2 separate regions of the Mus musculus genome follow, and region 1 is linked to region 2. Evidence: chromatin contacts called from public HiChIP or PLAC-seq data. All regions are on one chromosome and are shown on one strand. The core of a region is the stretch at or near the end of the contact, and the rest is flanking DNA. Distances in the headings are between cores, read along the strand shown.

What was found. HiChIP or PLAC-seq counts read pairs in DNA pulled down with a chosen protein or histone mark.
Region 1: a contact with region 2 is called in an H3K4me3 HiChIP or PLAC-seq map of neural progenitor cells, with 6 times the contacts expected there. The contact joins the enhancer-like site here to the promoter of Slc1a3 in region 2. A contact is called at or near these places in 2 of 39 promoter capture datasets (embryonic stem cells and neural stem cells), 1 of 15 datasets of contacts at CTCF or cohesin (the NIH/3T3 cell line), 5 of 484 Hi-C or Micro-C datasets (cerebral cortex, embryonic fibroblasts, forebrain and 2 more), 8 of 115 datasets of contacts at active chromatin or transcription factors (astrocytes, embryonic forebrain, microglia and 3 more) and 2 of 9 other capture datasets (adipose tissue and pancreatic islet).

What each region holds. Positions count from the first base shown.
Region 1 is chr15:8,813,439-8,816,853 of GRCm38.p6, forward strand. It overlaps Gm31340 (a long non-coding RNA gene), which reads left to right. Exons shown (of 5, transcript XR_383822.2): 3 at 1-11. Among named protein-coding and RNA genes, the nearest start is that of Gm31340, 100 kb to the left of the region's middle. Within about 2 kb of position 2,008, at least 44 of the 459 cell types and tissues checked have an H3K27ac peak or open chromatin away from gene starts, as enhancers often do. A contact at or near this core is called in astrocytes, forebrain, neural progenitor cells and 2 more, where this site is marked.
Region 2 is chr15:8,709,423-8,712,858 of GRCm38.p6, forward strand. It overlaps Slc1a3 (solute carrier family 1 (glial high affinity glutamate transporter), member 3), which reads right to left and starts at 1,385. Exons shown (of 10, transcript NM_148938.3): 1 at 917-1,385. It overlaps Gm31340 (a long non-coding RNA gene), which reads left to right and starts at 1,604. Exons shown (of 5, transcript XR_383822.2): 1 at 1,604-1,650.

The DNA of each region.
Region 1 (3,415 bases), core at 758-3,257, 100 kb after region 2:
GGAGTGCGTGGGTAAGTAGCCCCTCCAAGTCAGCTCAGTGCCCTTTGTGCTGATTACTTCTTGGTTAACGTGATACAAGATTCATCATCTGGGAAGAGGGAACCTCAATTGAAAAAAATGCCTCCATCAGATTAGACTGTAGCAAGGGGTTGGGCATTTTCTTGATTAATGTGCCCACTATGGACAGAGCCATCCCAGAAAAGGTGGTCCTGTGTCCCATAAGAAAGCAAACCGAGGAAGCTGGGAGAGCAAGCCATCAGGCAGCACTCCTCCATGGTTTCTGCTTTGGTTCCTGCTTCCAGGTTCCTGCCCTGCTGGAGTTTCTGCCTTGGCTTCTTCCATGATGAACAACTGTGAGTGCAATGTGTAAAACCATAAACCTTCTCCTCCCTGGAGTGCTTTGATCATAGTGCTTATCACAGCAAGAGAAAGCAAACCAAGATATCTTTATCTTTTTCTAAGTTACATTGATTATCCAGTGGAGGCCTGTCCTACTGCTACATAGCATGTTCCTTTGAGATAAAATGTCCATCTTGGAAGAAAGTTGATTAAGATGTAGGATGTTGGGCTGGTGAGATGGCTCAGTGGGTAAGAGCACCCGACTGCTCTTCCGAAGGTCCAAAGTTCAAATCCCAGCAACCACATGGTGGCTCACAACCACCCGTAATGAGATCTGATGCCCTCTTCTGGAGTGTCTGAAGACAGCTACAGTGTACTTACATATAATAAATAAATAATAAGTAAATAAATCTTTAAAAAAAAAAAAAGATGTAGGATGTTAAAAGGGAGATGACATAATAAGATGTCTTAAGACAGTGGTTTTCAACCTTTCTAATGTTGTGACTCTTTAAAATAGTTCCTCAAGTTGTGGTGACCTCTAACCATAAAATTACTTTTGTTGCTACTTCAATAACTATAATTTTGCTACTGTTAAGAATTGTAATGTAGGGCTGGTGAGATGGCTCAGTGGGTAAGAGCACCCGACTGCTCTTCCGAAAGTCCAGAGTTCAAATCCCAGCAACCACATGGTGGCTCACAACCATCCGTAACGAGATCTGACGCCCTCTTCTGGAGTGTCTGAAGATAGCTACAATGTACTTCCATATAATAAATAAAAAAAAAAAAAAAAAAAAAAAAAAAAAGAATTGTAATGTAAGACGGGCAGTGGTGGCGCATGCCTTTAATCCCAGTACTTGGGAGGTAGAGGTAGGCAGATTTCTGAGCTCGAGGCCAGCCTGGTCTACAGAGTGAGTTCCAGGACAGCCAGAGCTACACAGAGAAACCCTGTCTCAAAAAACCAAAACAAAAGAATTGTAATGTAAATATTTTTGGAGTTAGAGGTGTGTCAAAGGGGGTCACAACCCACAGGTTGAGAGCCAATGTTTTAAGGGGGTGAAACATTCCATCCTTCAGGGAAGCTCATTAAGCACAGGAAATAAGCAACTTCAGTAGTTCAGGAAGTCTCTGAAACCGACCAGATATACTAGATCCCTACCTTCCCAAGCATATATAACCTATAGTGGCTGTTGAGAGATGCTCTTAGACCACCAGCACAACTTCCCAGAAGAGGCTCAGGCTACCTGAGATGCCTGAAAGAGTTTCCTGTCTGTTGAGTTGCCCACAGTTCATGCAGTGAGCTCCAGCTTTCATAAGTTGTCTGTCACCCATGATGGTGTGGGCTTTTGCTGATGCAGCTGTCTCTGAATCATTTCTGTTCCTATAAGTTCCCCCTCTCTCTATCCATTCATTGTCTTAGATTTTCTACTTGTGATAAAACACAAAGATCAAAAGCAATATTGGGAGAAAAGAGCTCCTCACAATTATTACCAGTAGTTTTGTTTTGTTGTTTCATATTTTAAGCACCATTGGAGAGTTGGGGGAGAGTCTACAGTTTGTTAAAGTTGTGGTCAAATTGAAGTTGGAAAACACAGGTCTTGGAGTTAGTATGCAGTTCATCCCCCTGAAGGATGAAAGGAGGCCATTAAGATGCGGCTCAGCTGGGACTCTCTGGCAAGGAATGAACTGGGAGCTGAACGATGGACTGCACGCAGACCATTCTAATAGCTAATCCTCTTTGTAACGGTCCATTTACATGTTAGAAGATCTACAAAGCAGGAAGCATAGAAATGGGCTTTGAATTCTCTTCCTTAGATTTCATTTCCAATTAATCTTTCTGAGACAAGGACTGCAATCGCCACAAACTGTTCTGAGGCTTTCAAGAGAAGGCTTTGCTCCTCGGGACAAGATGTTAACATATTACGGAGGAAGAAAACAACTTAGTGTTTGGCCGGATAATGTTTCCTTTCAAATATGGAAACTTTTTATTATTAAAACGGTCTTTTAATAATAAAAAGTATAGAAATTTTACTTGAAGTAGACACTTGGCAGCTTCTTTAGGGTTTCAGGACTGGAGACGGCTGCCTGGGATATTTTGAGGATGAGGGATCTGAGGACCAGAGATGATAAGCAGTTCTCAGGAGCTGGCTCTTCAGCTTAGTGGTAAAACTGGGATTCAAACTCGGCCTCCCCAGCCCTGGCCCACACCTTCTGCTACCCAGCCTAGATTTTTCTTGATTATGACAAAACTGGGTGGCATCCTAAGCCTGATAAATACCTTGGAATTTTCAGACACTGCCTGTGATTTGTAAGTGGGAAGCTATTGTGTTCTAAGCAAACCACTTGCCCTGAGAAGATGAACTGCTGGTGGTCCTGAGCAAGGGGCTGGTGGATGTGGTCTCCAAGGCAACACGAGTGTGACACCTTGTTTCCTGCCCACATAGCCTTTCCTCCCTCACTTAGCTCTGAACCAAAACCCTCTTTATTATATCCATTTCTCCATCACACTGTGGTTAACAGGAAGCCTTGTCACAGTTTCTTTAACTTTATGTGGGATCACAGACATATTTTAGAATATGGTGAAATAGAAGGCTTTTCTCCTAAAAGATAATCATGTACAGTTATACCATCTTAAGTCCTTCAAATCTCATGTTTTTACTAGACTGAAGGACTCCCATTTTTAATTGCCTCACCCCATTAACTGGCCAGTCTCAGCCAGCAGAGACCAGTGGGAAAGGAATGAAGGTTCCGTGGGAGAAAAAAGAACCTCAGAGGAGTTTCCCCAAGGGGTGAGAAGCCAAGACAGAGAGTCTCAGAGCCACAAGGGGGAAGGGGAGTAGGAGACGAGGGAGAGGGTGAGAGAGATTCTCAGGACAGTTTGGAGAGCAGCCAAATACAAAACTTTGCAACTTCATCACCTTGTCTAGAATTGGCTGTAGTTGTGAATTCCAAGCTTTCCTAACTTACTTAACCAGCCTCTAATTATTCCAAAGTCACACACCTTCCTGGACTCATTCCCTGACATACTGAGCTCCTCAAAGGCAGCCCTGTGTTGGTGAGTAAGATGTCCAGAGGAGGC
Region 2 (3,436 bases), core at 135-2,634:
GGCTTTTACAGGGAAACCTTTCCTGTGAAGTTAGCATATTGCCCTGGGCACATCTATAAATGATCTAAAATCACAATCCATTTTCATATCATTAGAAGGTAGGAGCATGAAGCACCATCTGTGTTCAGGGCAAACCCGCAAGCCATGCGAGGAGGAGACCTTCACTGCTGTCTCCGTATTTTGAAATTTAGGATTTTGGGGATAGAGGAGGAGAGAAGCCAGCTTTCATTCCAAACATTACAGCGTGTGGTTTCTGGTTTCTTTAAAGTGCTCTTAGGTTATTTAAATACAAACGCCTAACCATTTTCCTTGCTGGCAATCAAGGGCTTCCTCCTGCCGCTGTACATGAATCCTAAGCCCTAGACTTTGGCGATGATCAGCAGCGCCTGTGGACGTGTGTATCTGGCAGAGTCGGAGCCAGCGTGTGCATCTGTGGGGGAGGTAGCTGCAACTCGCAGGCTTTCGGTAAATCCAAGGTTGGAAAAAAAAAGACTTAAGAGTTTTGACTTTTAAATAAAATTGTAGGTTGAGATCATTGATAGTAAGACCTGCAGTGTATTTAATACTTTACACTAGATTAAAAGTTTAAAGAGGGGGGATAAAGAGAGGAGAGTCCAGATTTTTTTTAAACTAATAATTCTGATGTCCTTAACCCGCCAGTTCCCCTTAAAGTACACCCGTTCAATCTTGATTTTTATTCTAGATCTCGAACGTCCGTCTACTCCCCCACCCCCAACCTCGATCGACTGAATTTCAAACCCAGAGAGGACTGGGCTTGCATAGTTAGCACACGCCGGCTGCTCTCGGTCCGAACAGGACCTTACCTACCAATATGGCTAGCTTTACTCCGGCGCTCAGCAAACAGAAAAGTGGGACGCAAAACTGAGCCCCGCGGGCTACAGAAGGCTGCGCTTACCTTTTCTGACTCTGGGATGGGAGGAAGACACCCCGGGCTACGTGGAGGTGAATTCCCCAGCAGGTAGCTCGGAGTAACAGCTTAGCGAGCGGCGGAGCAGGCTGGCCCTGACAACATGCATGTGCTCTGAAACCGCCACTTACTATCAGGCAACTTAAGAAAAGAGGAGGAGCCTGTACTGGGGAAAGGGGGAGTGGGAAAATGAAAACAGCAGGAGGAGGGGGGAGCCCGAGCTCCCCGGAATATTGATTAATCTTGGCACCACAGAAGCACGCTTTATGGCTTTGTTTTGCTCCGTAGACCACGTTCACGCCTTGTTAGTTCACTTATATTAGAAACGCAAAATCAGGACCTGAGAGAATCGAAAACTAAAGCGCTCACACACATGGACGCTGGAAGTCCGGATTAGAACGTCTGGGAGACTTCTCCAAGGCCACGTTTAATTACCTCATTTCAGGTTGCCTCCCCTTCAGGGGACGTCAGAGGGTGTTCTTTTGCCTGCTCACACAACTGTTGTAGCACCCCACCCCTTTAGCATTGGGGACATAACTGAAATTTCTTGGAAGGATCCTGAATACAATTAAGTATAGAGAGGAGAATGCTTACTGCCGCCCTCTCAACTTGTATAAAGTTACTCAAAACACAAGGTGAGACATGCCCCTGTTTTACAGTTTAAAACTCCAATATAAGGAATCTGATTGGGCTCTGGCTGCCTGCTCTGCGGACAGAAAAAGGTAAGAAACACAAAAAAATCAGGATCGCTGCCAAACTAGAAAGTAAACTCTGTTTTAAGACCAAGAGTGCAGATGCACACTCATGACTTCCAAAGGTAAGCTATTCAATTGCTTCCGTTTAAAGAATGCTGAGTGCCCCCATCCCCGTTTTCAGGAGTTAGAAAGTTCTCTTGGTTTTTGTTTTCTTGTTCTTTCTCTCTCTCCTTTTCTGTTCTCTTCCTCCATCTCTCTCTCTCTCTCTCTCTCTCTCTCTCTCTCTCTCTCTCTCTCTCTCTCTTTCTCTCTCTTCCTTCCTGTGTGTGTGTGTGTGTGTGTGTGTGTGTGTGTGTGGTGTATAGTTGGCTGGTTAGTTGGGTTTTGGGTTTTCAAGACAGGATTTCTCTGTGTAGCTCTGGCTGTCCTGGAACCAACTCTGCAGACCGAATTGGCCTTGAACTCAAAGATCCACCTGCCTGTCCCTGCCTTGCAAGTGCTAGGACTAAAGGTGTGTGCCACCATACCTAGCTTTTTGCCATTTTTCTTAAAAGGAAAACGGACTGCACAAATATACAACCTGCAAGTTAAAAAAGGAGTTGTTGAGAGTGACTTACCCCTCTCTCCTCAGTTTTAAGAACTTGTTGAGGTGAAGGAAAACGGCTCACTAGAAACATGAAAACACACCCAAGATCACAGCCCACATTCTATTTGCTGGTTCCCTAAGATCCCCACGCAAAGTCTGCTCAGTTTTCGTGTCTGTCATCCAAACACCAAAATATGTCATTTTGTTCCTCATTAGCAAATCCAGGGAGCTATGTTTTAAAAAAAAAAAAAAAAGTTCCCTGCCAGACTTAATTGTTCATGTATGTGCTTTGGAACAGCTGCTAGTTGGAAAGTAATGGTTGGTTGTAAGAGTGCCTGACCTGTCAAATTAGCAGCAATTGTAACAACTTCCTACCATAACACTACTTTAACAATTTAATGAGAATCTTCGGTCTCTTGTCAGCCTCAGCCCTCCGTGATCTTTTCTTTCCTCTTGTCCCTCAGATCCCTTAGCATCTGCATTCGATTGCTTAACACTTAATTATGTGCTGCCTTGGCCCTGTGCCCTTGATTCCCAGATCAGGTCAAGTCGGGGCTTCTCAACTCAATGATAAGTTCTTTGAGGGCAAGAGTCTGTCTTGGGCCTGATAAACAGCGAGCATTAAGCAACTCTGAAGACCGGCAGATATAATCTAAGAGATCAGATCAGATCCCTTGTTTACCACTTCCTGTGATAAACCGAAGCTCCTTGTTCCCTGTTGCTACCTCAGATGTGCATAGACCCTCATCTCAACCTGAGCCATGCCTTTGTCACGACTATGATTTGGTTTTTTTTTCCCCCTGTATATGATTTGCACTTTAAGGGTACTGGAAAGAGAAACAGGACACTTTTAAGTGGAGTCTCAGTGACACTCAAATCAATAACATTTCTGCTTTACCTTGCTCACTTTCCAAACCCAGCAAAAAAGAAGGAGGGGAAGGGGGGCCGACAAACCATTCTGGTTAGCACAGAGGAGAGCCTGTCTGGGTTTTCTCCCTTCCTCCACCCCTTCCCCTTTGGAAATCCCTACACTCTGGCTATTACCATTTTACTATTTCAATTTGTGCAAAAAACATAGGAGTCTGGTGTTCATAGAGAAAGGAAGTAATTCTCCCTTGGAAATTGTGTTGGTTGCAATAAAACCTAATGGGGGGACTGAGATGCAAAGAGTCTCAGTTCAGAGCTCATACGAAGTGCAAGGTTTGAGTCTGGGCCCAGTATTGGGAA